2 separate regions of the Mus musculus genome follow, and region 1 is linked to region 2. Evidence: chromatin contacts called from public Hi-C data. All regions are on one chromosome and are shown on one strand. Each heading gives the region's core, a stretch centred on a gene start, on an enhancer-like site or on the middle of the called end of the contact. The rest is flanking DNA. Distances are from core to core; before and after follow the strand shown.

Region 1 (5,382 bases), core at 2,220-4,719, 400 kb after region 2:
ACTGCAGCAGTGGAACTGGGTCTTATGTAGCTATTTTCAGTTCTTCTGGGAAACTTGCATCCTGATTTGGTGTCTGCAGTCCTTTATGTTCTCACACAAAGTCTTCCCCCTCCCCTCCCCCCAGTCCTAACCAGCATTTATTTTTTAATGATAGCCATGTGACTGAATTGAGAGAGAATCTCAAAGTAGCTTTGAATTGAGCTTCCCTGGTATCTGGAATGCTGGACCTTGTTTTTTGTCTGTGGTGAAGGTGCATGTTATTTTATAAGAAGAAAAGAGAAGCCAGGGATATGTTTGAAGGTGCGGTATGGTGTGGGGGAAGGGGGTGCCTCTGTGGGCCCATGCTGGGGCATCCCTTTCCCCTGAAGTACCAGCTACAGGAAGGTATAGTACAGAATAGAGCTTATTTAGGGCATGGGAAGGGGAGTTGAGGGACAGGGCTTCGGGGTAAGGGGTAGGGAGTGTGTGTGTGTGTAGATGAGTAGAGGCTGCCATGAGCATGTGGAGAGAGAATGGGGAGGGGAATGAGGAGAGGGGGGAAGAGGGTAAGGGGCAAGAACAAGAGAACCAAACCGGAGATCGAGGAGGGGGCGAGCAGCCCTTTATAGTGTTGCCAGGTAACTGTGGGGCGGAGCCTAGAAGGAATGCCAACAGTGAGCATTTGCAGAGGTATGAGGTAGGACCTTGGGTGTCCTGCTCTGTCACTTTCTAGCTCAGGGTTCCTCATGGAACCTGGAGCGAGGCTGGCAGCCAGCAAGCGGATTCCAAGGGCACAGCAGCAGCCCTAGCTTTTTCCGTGGTTGTTGGGATCCAGACTTGGGTCTTCCTGCTTAAGCAGCAAGCGCTTTTAGTCCCTGAGCTGTCTAGCCAGCCCCTGGTTTTTTGAGAAATATTTGCTCATTTAATGATGACATTATTTGGTAGTTTTGAGTATTTAATCTTATGATGTGGGATTGATCCTCTATCTGACTGGTAACAGGCAGAAATTCTCCCACTCCTGTAGGCTTTCTTTTGCTGCACAAAAGCTTTTTAATTGCAGATAATCCAATTAATCAGTTCTTGCTGCTGGAGTGCTCAGAAAAGTCTGTACTTGGGCCTGTATCTTGAAGTGTTCTTCCCTTCCGGTTTCAGGTCTTATGCTGAGGTCTCTGGTTCCACCCTGAAGTAACTTGTACAGGGGGAGATGAGTGGTAGAGGTGTATTTCATTCTTTTACATGTGGGTGTCCTGGTTTCCTGTGTGTGTTACAGTGGGGGTCTGTCCCTGCATCTCCTACTTAGTCTTTGTCCGTCCAGGTCTAGACGGGACTGGAGGTGGGGCGGGGCTGTGATGCCTCCCTCCAGCACTGCCCTCCCTTCTGGTGTTCTGGGCTGGTTGGGGTCGGTTGTGCATTCATTTGGATTTTAGGATTTCTTTTTTCAGTCTATGAAGAATGCCACTGTAATGTGGATGAGATTCAAGCATCAGTTCTGAGCATTTTCTGGTAGAGGGCTTAGGGTTTTTGTTAAGCCAGCTTTGATACCAGGGTTTAATGGATGGAGAGTCTGCTTTTGGAAAGCTGGTAGCTCCTGGCAGTCTGGCTCTCTTTGGCTCTTTGGGGCCAGAGCTAATGGCTTCTGGCAGTTAAATCTCTTTTACTCTCTGGGCCAGAGCTGATAGCAATTGACTCCTGCTGATAGCAGCAGGGGATTAGAAAAACTTAATTACGTGGGCCATGGAGAAAGAAAAAGAAAAACCCCACACATCAGTGGATGAAGCAAAGGGGCCCCAACTCGCCTTTACTTTTGCTCCCAGCTTTTATACTGTCTCAGACAAAAGTTCTCTATGTAAGAAAAAAATGACCTCATAGAAGTTCAAAGCGATAGTTATATATGCCTTGCTTTGTCATGGTGCCCACCTGTGGCCTCGTCCTTGGGCCTGACCTGGAGCGAATGCTGTCTTTGGTCATTAATTTGTTCCCAGCTTATTTTTCTTCCTCATGCAGTGTGTGCCTGTACCGTACGGAAGCTCACTGGACTCCTTCTCAGCAGCCTTTACTTACATTCTATGAGGAGGGGACACTTTTTATTCTGGATTCTAACTTTATTATATCTTTTTGGCAAAACAACTTAAACCATCTCCCTTATACTTTCTATCAGTTATTCTAATAAGTTCCTAAAATTATCTGAATCAAATCAGGAAGTCTATAAAATCATTAATTCATCTAAACAGCATTAATCCACGAAAGTGGGTCTGCAGGAAATTTGCCCAATGGGGTGGGTTAATACCCAGGAATCAATCATAACCGACTACAGGCAGAAGGGGTCTTTCTTTGCCCAATCACGCCCTGTCAGAACAATGAGGAACACAGCAATGGCAAACAAGAAGGCACATCAAGAGCAAGAGCAATCCTGGGATGCGGGCTCTGGGGTCCACCTATCCTCTCAGCCATTTTCTGTTTGTACCATTTCTTTCTATTGCCTTATTGCGGTAAGACTTCAAACACAATACTGACTAAAATTGTAGTAGACCTTTATCTCTAGCCCCTAACTCTGGATGTAATTTTCCCCCATTTCCTGTGCACGTTAGAGGTTTTTCATATAAACCCTTAGAGATGTGTTATTGTTGTTGTTTAAGATTTATTTATTTTATATGAGTACACTGTAGCTGCCTTCAGACACACCACAAGAGGGCATCAGAACTCATTACAGATGGTTGTGAGCCACCATGTGGTTGCTGGGAATTGAACTCGGGACCTCTAGAAGAACAGTCAGTGCTCTTAACCTCTCAGCCATCTCTCCAGCCCCAGATGCGTTGTTCTTTGAAGTTTAACATGAAAGGATGTTAAAGTTTGTCAAAGGTCTTTTCCATATCGGCTGAGATGGTGTAGATTTTTGTCCCTACATCTTATTTCTCTGTTGTAGTTTACATTTGTTGAACTGTCCTGGCAGCCCTGGAATTAAAACCAAGATGGCCGTGGTGTTGATGTCTTGGGTGTATGACTGTGTTGAGAACTGTGGGTCTGTGGCTTTTGTTCTCGGGCATGTTCTCATATCTGGTTTTGGTATCAGGGTTAGGGTTAGCATTCCTGACTTTTAAAACTGTAACTGTAGTGGTTGTCCCCGCTGTGCTTTGTGCGATAGTTTGAAGAGCATAGTGTTAGTTCACCCCTACAGTGGCCCAGTGATGGGCTCCTTTTGTTGGGAGACGGTCAGTCTCACTGGACATAAGAGAGCTATTTGTTTTTCTCTTCTAGATTTTCCAATCTCCTAGTGACCCTTAAATTTCACTTGCAGCTGTTATTTTTTTTTTCCTTTTGGCTTGGCTTAAGAGTTGTAGGTCTTGTTTTATTACAGAAATACCATTTACAGACTTTACAAACCACACCCACCCTTTAGGTTTAAGATTGGTACACTTTTATGATGGTGAATCAGGCAGGTCTTGATTCAGGCAAGGCTTGGAATGACAAATGACTCATCCACTTGTGAGCTCTGGAACTGACTCCATCCCCTGCATGAGACTGCTGTCCCCAGCTGTCCACACACAGTGCATTGTCCCTGTTAGCCTTTCACTTACAAAGGCCCCAATCCTTGGTCCTTGTTGCTGCTGCCATCTCTTTAGCTACCACACTAGAGCTTAGTCTGGCCATAGACTAAAACCCGCCCTCCCTTACAGCACAGGGCTGTCAGCTGACATTCTACTGGGAATCATGGTTTCCTTTCCCCTTCTTCGTGAGCTGCTTGTACTGGTGAGTGGCCAGGCCTAGGGTAAGGCCACTACCTAAAGTTGTTTCTCTAGTCCTCACTTAGGTTAGACCAGGCAGGAAACCACCTCTAAATTGTTGAAACCCTGTGACTTGTGAACATGCAGCAGTGAGGGCCAGAACAGTGCTGGCCGAGTGGGGTACGTGTGTGCTGGTGTGTGTGCAGGGCGGAGCTCACTGAAAGCCATTTAGACAGCAAAGTGCCATGACACTGGCAGTTTGTTTCTATAGAGGCGTAGACATACACCTCTCCCCTTGGCATGCAGGTCAAACAATGCTTTTCGTGGGTGTAGGTTAAGAGTTAGTCTTAAGGCTCCTGACTTTTGTCTATAACTAGGCTGAGGCCACAAGGTTCTGAGTGAATTACTTTATACCAGTGATTGGCAAGCTCTGTCAAAAGCTAGATCATAATTTGTGTTTTGCAGGCCAGGTGTTCAGAAGGAAGCATGTCTCTGTTCTAATGTGTTCTAATAAAACTTTATTATGTGTTATTATTGGGTTTGGCATGTATGTATACCGTATGCATGCTTGGTACCTATGGAGGTCAGAAGAGGCTGGCTGTCAGGTCCTCTGGACCGGTAGTGAGCTACCGTTGGGTGCTAGAACCAAACCGTGTGCTGTACAAGAGCAATATGCACTCTTCCTGCGGAGCCATCTCTTCAGACCCTTTGTAAAGCCATATTTGGCCTTAGTAAGCCTCTTAACACCAAGAAACAGGAGCAAACTCACTGGTGGAGTCACATGCCACCATACACAAACTGGCTGGAAATACTAGGTAAGCTCTCTTCCCCCTCATCTAGACTCCATACTTAAAAGTGTGCCTGGTAAAGTGACCTTGGCTATTCAGGTCAGGCTTCTATCCAAGACACTAACACTTTTCTATTGTAGAGTGGATGGCCCCGCCCAAAGCCAGCGACCATAAGGGCCCGGCAGATGCTGCAGGTTGCCTAGGCACCAAAGGCTTCACCTGTTTTCTCTTCTGTCCCTCAGGTCTGTTCCTTATCCTCGGCCTGATCCTCTACCCCGCAGGCTGGGGCTGCCAGAAAGCCATAGACTGTGGACGGTATGCGTCCCCCTACAAACCTGGAGACTGCTCCCTGGGCTGGGCCTTCTATACTGCCACCGGGGGCACGGTCCTCACCTTTATCTGTGCTGTCTTCTCTGCACAAGCAGAAATTGCAACCTCCAGTGACAAAGTCCAGGAAGAAATTGAAGAGGGGAAAAACCTCGTCTGCCTCCTTTAATCTGGAAGCCATTCCTGCCACCGTTACCTTTCTTTATGGCCTAGTGACACAGTCTTCATCATTTGAACCAAGTGAAGAACCAGTCGTGACCTACTGGAGCTATCTTCCACAGCCCCGGCCGGGCCTTCCTGGGACCAGTGAGGGGCATCACCCACCAAGCAGCGCTCTTGGACATGCTGGCTGCAGTGCAGATAATGAGACCAGACAAGGACATGGAATAGCCCCTGGGGAGTCCTGTCGGAGACTCCATGTCCCCAGGGCTCAATGAAGGATAGTGATGACCTGACTCACCAAGGCAGGCGGTGATCTCTCTGGCAGCAGAGAAGAGGTTTACCCAGCCTCGGGGTAGTTGGAGGCAGGATTTGGTCCATAGCTTTGTGCTTATGAGCATCTCAGA
Region 2 (5,191 bases), core at 340-2,839:
ACCTTGAACTTATTTGATCATGAAAAATAGTTAATCTAAAATCAATTGAATTATTACATAAGCTGTATAAGACTCTTTAATTGTCACTGTATACAAAATTCATGAGAAAGGAAAGAGCTAGGCCCATTTTTCATCATTTTAAGACTAAAAGGGAATATATTTAAGAATATAGCTAAGAGCTCATCAAAGTTTATTTCTTTTTAATAGCTTTATTAGGGTATAATTCATATACTATACAGTTTACCCAATTAACGTATTTAATTTAGCGATTTTTAAACAATGTGAGAGATTGTGCCATTATCACCACAATTCAGTTGTAGGAAACCACACACACACACACACACACACACACACACACACATGTATGTCACAAAAAGAAACCAAATCCCATGAGCAGTCATCACGGGCCTCCAGGCAACCAGAGCCCTGGGCCATCCGTCACTAACCACTTTCTGCCCTCTGTTGATTGGCCTTTTCTGAGCAAGTCTGTCAATTTAATCATAATATGCAGCCCAGCTTATTTTCACATTTTCAAAACACGATCACTTGCAGAACAACGATTAGTTGGGGCGTTTCTGTTTCTCCTGTGCTTTCCTCTTTGTTATGGGATCTGGGCTCTAGAAACAGGGGAGTTGACAGGCCACTGGGCTCAGTAAGCACTGCATCTCTGAGCAGCGGGGCAAGGTTCACAGTCTAGACAGAATGCTGCTCTTTGATCTCTGGGGCTGCTCAGCTGGGATAGAGAGCTTGTATTAGGAAAGGTTTATATTTTTCCACCAGTGGGTGTCAGCATTTGACTAAATATAACTCCGGCAAAGGCCCCGTCCATAAATAACCACAGAAATCCATCTCCCAACCTCAGTAGCAACAAATGACACGATCTGAACCCTGTTTTTAGTATTTTACAAGTAAAACCTTGTAACACATTAGTGGTGCGTTATCTTTTTTCTTAGGCAATTTTAAAGAATTAGCATCTGGTTGCTTCCTGAACTTAAACTCTGATTTCTAAAAACCTTTTCCCACAGATCAACCATGTATAAAGAGTTGACAAGCGAGAACAGATGCTCTAAAAGACTCAAGTGAGGAAGGGCCTTGGATTTCCATGTAGTGCCATTTCAGTGGTGTCTCTAACAAATATAGAGATGTTAAGAAGAGAACCCTGATTAGCCCTGTCATTTGATTAGCCTCGTCATGGGCAATCAGTTGCATTAGGCAATTAACTGCTGGAACATTCGTTTGCCTAACAAGCTTTCTGCCATGCCGACTGTTTCTTCTCCCATTCTTCTTGCAGGATACCTCCTAGGCAGTGAAGACTATTACACCCACGAGGCCTGTGCGCCGATTGAGTCTTTGAATGGTACCCGCTGTGCGCTTGACTTAAGAGATGGTGAAGAACCTGCAAAAGAGTATAACAATATTTACTCAACAAACATATTTACCAAAAGGGCTACAACCGTCATAGCTAACCACCCACCGGAGAAAGTAAGGCTTCCTCCTTTAATATTGTCAAAATCTTGTTGCTTCCAAGGGAGTGTGTGTGTGTGTGTGTGTGTGTGTGTGTGTGTGTAATATAACATTTTAGAGCATGTTCCAGTTAGCCAGAAAGGGAAGGTTGTTAGAAGTGAAGAATTTGGATCTTCCTCAGGTCTGGGAGAAAGTACTTAGGAACGCCCAAGAGATGAGTCTCACAGGAAGGGACCCTGGGCTGCAGATGGAGGAAGGCTGTCTGTCCTTCAGCATTTCAGTGGAAACCCTGCTCACTCTTATGATGCTTTATGTGTGTGCACAGTAAGTGGTTAGCAAAATCAGGCTTCAGGATTCCAGACAGGTGTCTGTGCTCGAGGCAGGGCTCCGTTGGGAAGAAGTGTTGGGAACTCAGGGGCTAGAGAAAATCCTCTCATTCTATATTTTTCTCTTCAGGATTATTTTGGTTAGTCTTAATCTTTTGTATCCCCATGCTAATTTTAGAGTAGGTTGACCAATTTTTACTAAGAAAACAGAAGTTGGCTGTTTGATTGGTTGGTATTCACTGACCAACTTAATGGAAATGACCGTCTTAGCAATACTGGGTTTTTACAATTAATATGCATGGTATATTGGTTTTTACAGACACCATAGGCGCCTATCAGGTATGTCACGTGCAGACTTAGCTGCAGGTAGGAAGAGAGAAGAGTTGTGAGAAGTCTTAAATGCAAATTGTCTGGATTCAGCACATAGGTGCTTTGGGAACAGAGCAGATTTTTGTGTTGTGAGACACTGGGCTCAAAGCGTGTCCTTATGAAGAATTGTATTAGCACACTCACAAAAATTGGCCTTCAGTGGGACATGGAAAATTTGAGAAAGTGTCCAGGTCCTTCCAGTTCTCTGCACTTTGTCTCTTTGACGATGCGTGAACCCTCAGCAGGCAGGGTTCTGGCTTGTGTATCTGTTCAGACTTAGTGACCTGCTAATGACTCTGTCTGCTACGGAATCTTCCAAGCTCTGTCTTCTATACTCTCAGTCAGTATGAGGGATTCTCCCTGGTGGCTGTTCTCAGTTTTGCCATACTTTAGGTACTTAAGAGCTGACATCGTCACCTGACATCTCTAGGTAACTATGTCTGCCATGAAACATGAAGAAAGGGGAGCATTCTCTCAAATGTTTAGAAACCTGCACATTTTAAGTCTAGATTTAAAACCAGAATGGTTGGTGGGCTAGGAAGGTGGCTTCATATAACATTAAATGGATAAGAAGATGCAACTGGGGTGAAATAGTTCTGTGGGGAGGGGGAGTTATAAGCTGGGGGCTGTGGGGAAAGGCTTGAAACCAAGGACAACAGGAGGCCCTAAGAGCCCGTGCACCACAAAGAGGTATTGTTAGCAATGGTGCCTCTTGCTGGCTGTATTATAGCTCTTAATTGTATGTGAGGCATTTTATGGATATGGCCTAATACCAAGAAAGCCAAAGTAAGGCTTTCAGGGAACTCTTTATTATCCTTTGATAGAAGGATAGAAGACACGCTGTTTGTTTAAGCAAACAGGCTTGGAGAAATGAAGTGACTTGTTCAAAGCCACGGGACTGTGTGAAGTCAGAGTCAGGATGTAACCTCTCACTTTGGACTCCAAGAGCATCTGCCTTTATTCGCCATCCCTAGTCACAGCTCGTGCAGAGATGTTGAATCCCAGTTCATATTCAGCTCCACAGTCCCGGTCTTGACAGCATATTAGGACCTCCTGGGACATTTGGAAGAAATAGTGATATCAGATATTGTAAGGCATTAATATTTCATCCCCTTATCAGTGATTCTCCGTGGTGTCCATGGTGCCGCTATGGAGATCCTGTGCACTCAGGATGGTTCCGTGAGTGTTAGCTTGATGCTCTCACAAGTACAAAGACAAGCAGATGCCAGCTTGCTGGTATTACGGGCTCACAATCTGATCTAATCATGCAACTCTATGCAGCAGAGATAAGCTGTGCACAATACAAAGTTATTCTTACTGCCTGGAGATGCTCAGCACACACAAGTCTTAATGAGCGTTCTGCTTGTCTACGTGTTCAGACACAGTGACCTGCCAGTGACTCCTTGTCTGTTTAGAACCTTCCAGGCTCCATCTTTGCTATTTTACTCAGTTTGAGGAATCTTCCCTAGTGACTGTTCTCATCTCCCCTGGTGACTGGTCTCGGCTTTGCCACACTTTGGATTTTTAAGGGTGTAATGCTGACATCTCTAGGCAACTATGTCTGCCATGAACCATGAAGAAGGGGAGCAATCTCTCAGATATTTAGGGATGTGTACAAAACAGTATTGTCTCCTGGTGCCCTCATACCACCAAGCAGCTACCAGGAAGCGTCTGTGGAGAAGTGGTTCCTTGTGGGTGGGCAGTTAAACTGGGCTGGTGGAGAAGGCACCAGAACCGAGGACAGTCACAGGCCTTAAGAGCTCACATCCCATGAGAGGGGTGCTGTTAACATGGCACTGCTCATAGATAGCGTTACCAAAATCACCAGATGGGAGATGGACATTTCCTGCCAGCGCGTGGGATGCTCTGAAGAGGTAATCAGCATGCTCAGAGCCCCCAAGCACAGACTAAAGTAAAAGAAAGAATAGTCATGTAGCAACCCAGCCGTTTCCACAAGGCAGCTCCTGCACACAGATGCTCCCGGCTTCAGCTCTCCAGACAGTGATGCGACTCACTGGCTTCAGGAGCTGCATCTTTGTAACATCTTTCCCCAGGATTTAACCTAATTCTGTGCTAGGCTCTCAGGTGCCTAGAGCATCATGTGTAGATTGTAACATGACATTTGTTCTAAGATGGAAGTCATTCAAAGAATTCACAGGAAGTGTTCACCAACCAACTAACGTGTACTTGCTTTTAAGGGGCAGCTGAGGGAGAAAATCGACAGAGCTGCCGTGTAACAGTTGAGCTGTTGATTCTGGGGACGCTGCTAATGGCTTTACATGTGTCAGGAAGGGACATCCTTTCTCCTTTATGTGAGGGTGACTCACATAGTAGTAGCACTATAAAAAGAAAGTCATATATTCATAGCATGACTTTCTGTTAAAATTAGAACAGCAGCACTTTGAAGAACTTAAAAAAACAAAGAACCCTCTACATCTAATCTACTAGAAGCTTCCTAAGGAAAACAAAACAATAAATCCTAGTGGAAGACTTTCTTTGTGTGAGTACAAGCTGGGAAGAAATGTCTTAATTTGGTTGTCAAAGATAGAATAGTAGTTTAAAAATGTATTCCTGTTTTTCCAATTTATACTTTGATTTAGGGAGCCCTCTAAAGACATAAAAATGAGTGATATGTGGTTTCTTCCCATAGTGCGGATGTTTAGAGTTCAGATCTTAGGAGCCATGGAGCAGAACAGAAAAGGGAAAAGATCCATTAGCATCCTCAATGTACGTATGCAGAGTTAAGTCTGGGTTTTATGTGATACTATAGTGTCTAGACACGCTTTCCAAACCAGGATTCCATTTTATAGTCTTAGGATACTTGAAAGGGTCACAGTTAGGGTTGGGGTACAGTTGGCAGCTATGACTGAGCTGATCGGAATAAGAGTTTGAAATCAAGAAAATACCAAGGACATACCAGGTTCTAAGAAACAGAAATCAAAGCTGGGTAGTGGTGGTGCACGCCTTTAATCCCAGCACTTGGGAGGCAGAGGCAGGCGGATTTCTGAGTTCGAGGCCAGCCTGGTCTACAG

What was found. Hi-C and Micro-C count contacts between places; a contact is called where the count stands out from the background.
Region 1: a contact with region 2 is called in a Hi-C map of the N1E-115 cell line, with 9 times the contacts expected there. The contact joins two enhancer-like sites. A contact is called at or near these places in 3 of 39 promoter capture datasets (the 3T3-L1 cell line, hippocampal neurons and liver), 4 of 15 datasets of contacts at CTCF or cohesin (the NIH/3T3 cell line, embryonic stem cells, large pre-B cells and 1 more), 149 of 484 Hi-C or Micro-C datasets (the 3T3-L1 cell line, 3T3-L1-derived adipocytes, the AML12 cell line and 80 more), 12 of 115 datasets of contacts at active chromatin or transcription factors (the NIH/3T3 cell line, astrocytes, bone marrow-derived dendritic cells and 8 more) and 2 of 9 other capture datasets (embryonic stem cells and embryonic tail).

What each region holds. Positions count from the first base shown.
Region 1 is chr13:94,187,117-94,192,498 of GRCm38.p6, forward strand. It overlaps Lhfpl2 (lipoma HMGIC fusion partner-like 2), which reads left to right. Exons shown (of 4, transcript NM_172589.2): 4 at 4,732-5,382. The coding sequence ends at 4,985. LOC115488151 (a long non-coding RNA gene) reads left to right here. Exons shown (of 2, transcript XR_003950582.1): 2 at 1-2,486. Among named protein-coding and RNA genes, the nearest start is that of Scamp1, 95 kb to the right of the region's middle. Within about 2 kb of position 3,470, at least 47 of the 459 cell types and tissues checked have an H3K27ac peak or open chromatin away from gene starts, as enhancers often do. A contact at or near this core is called in the N1E-115 cell line, where this site is marked.
Region 2 is chr13:93,792,737-93,797,927 of GRCm38.p6, forward strand. Arsb (arylsulfatase B) reads left to right here. Exons shown (of 8, transcript NM_009712.3): 3 at 1,292-1,482. Among named protein-coding and RNA genes, the nearest start is that of Mir5624, 4.6 kb to the left of the region's middle. Within about 2 kb of position 1,590, at least 1 of the 459 cell types and tissues checked has an H3K27ac peak or open chromatin away from gene starts, as enhancers often do. A contact at or near this core is called in the N1E-115 cell line, where this site is marked.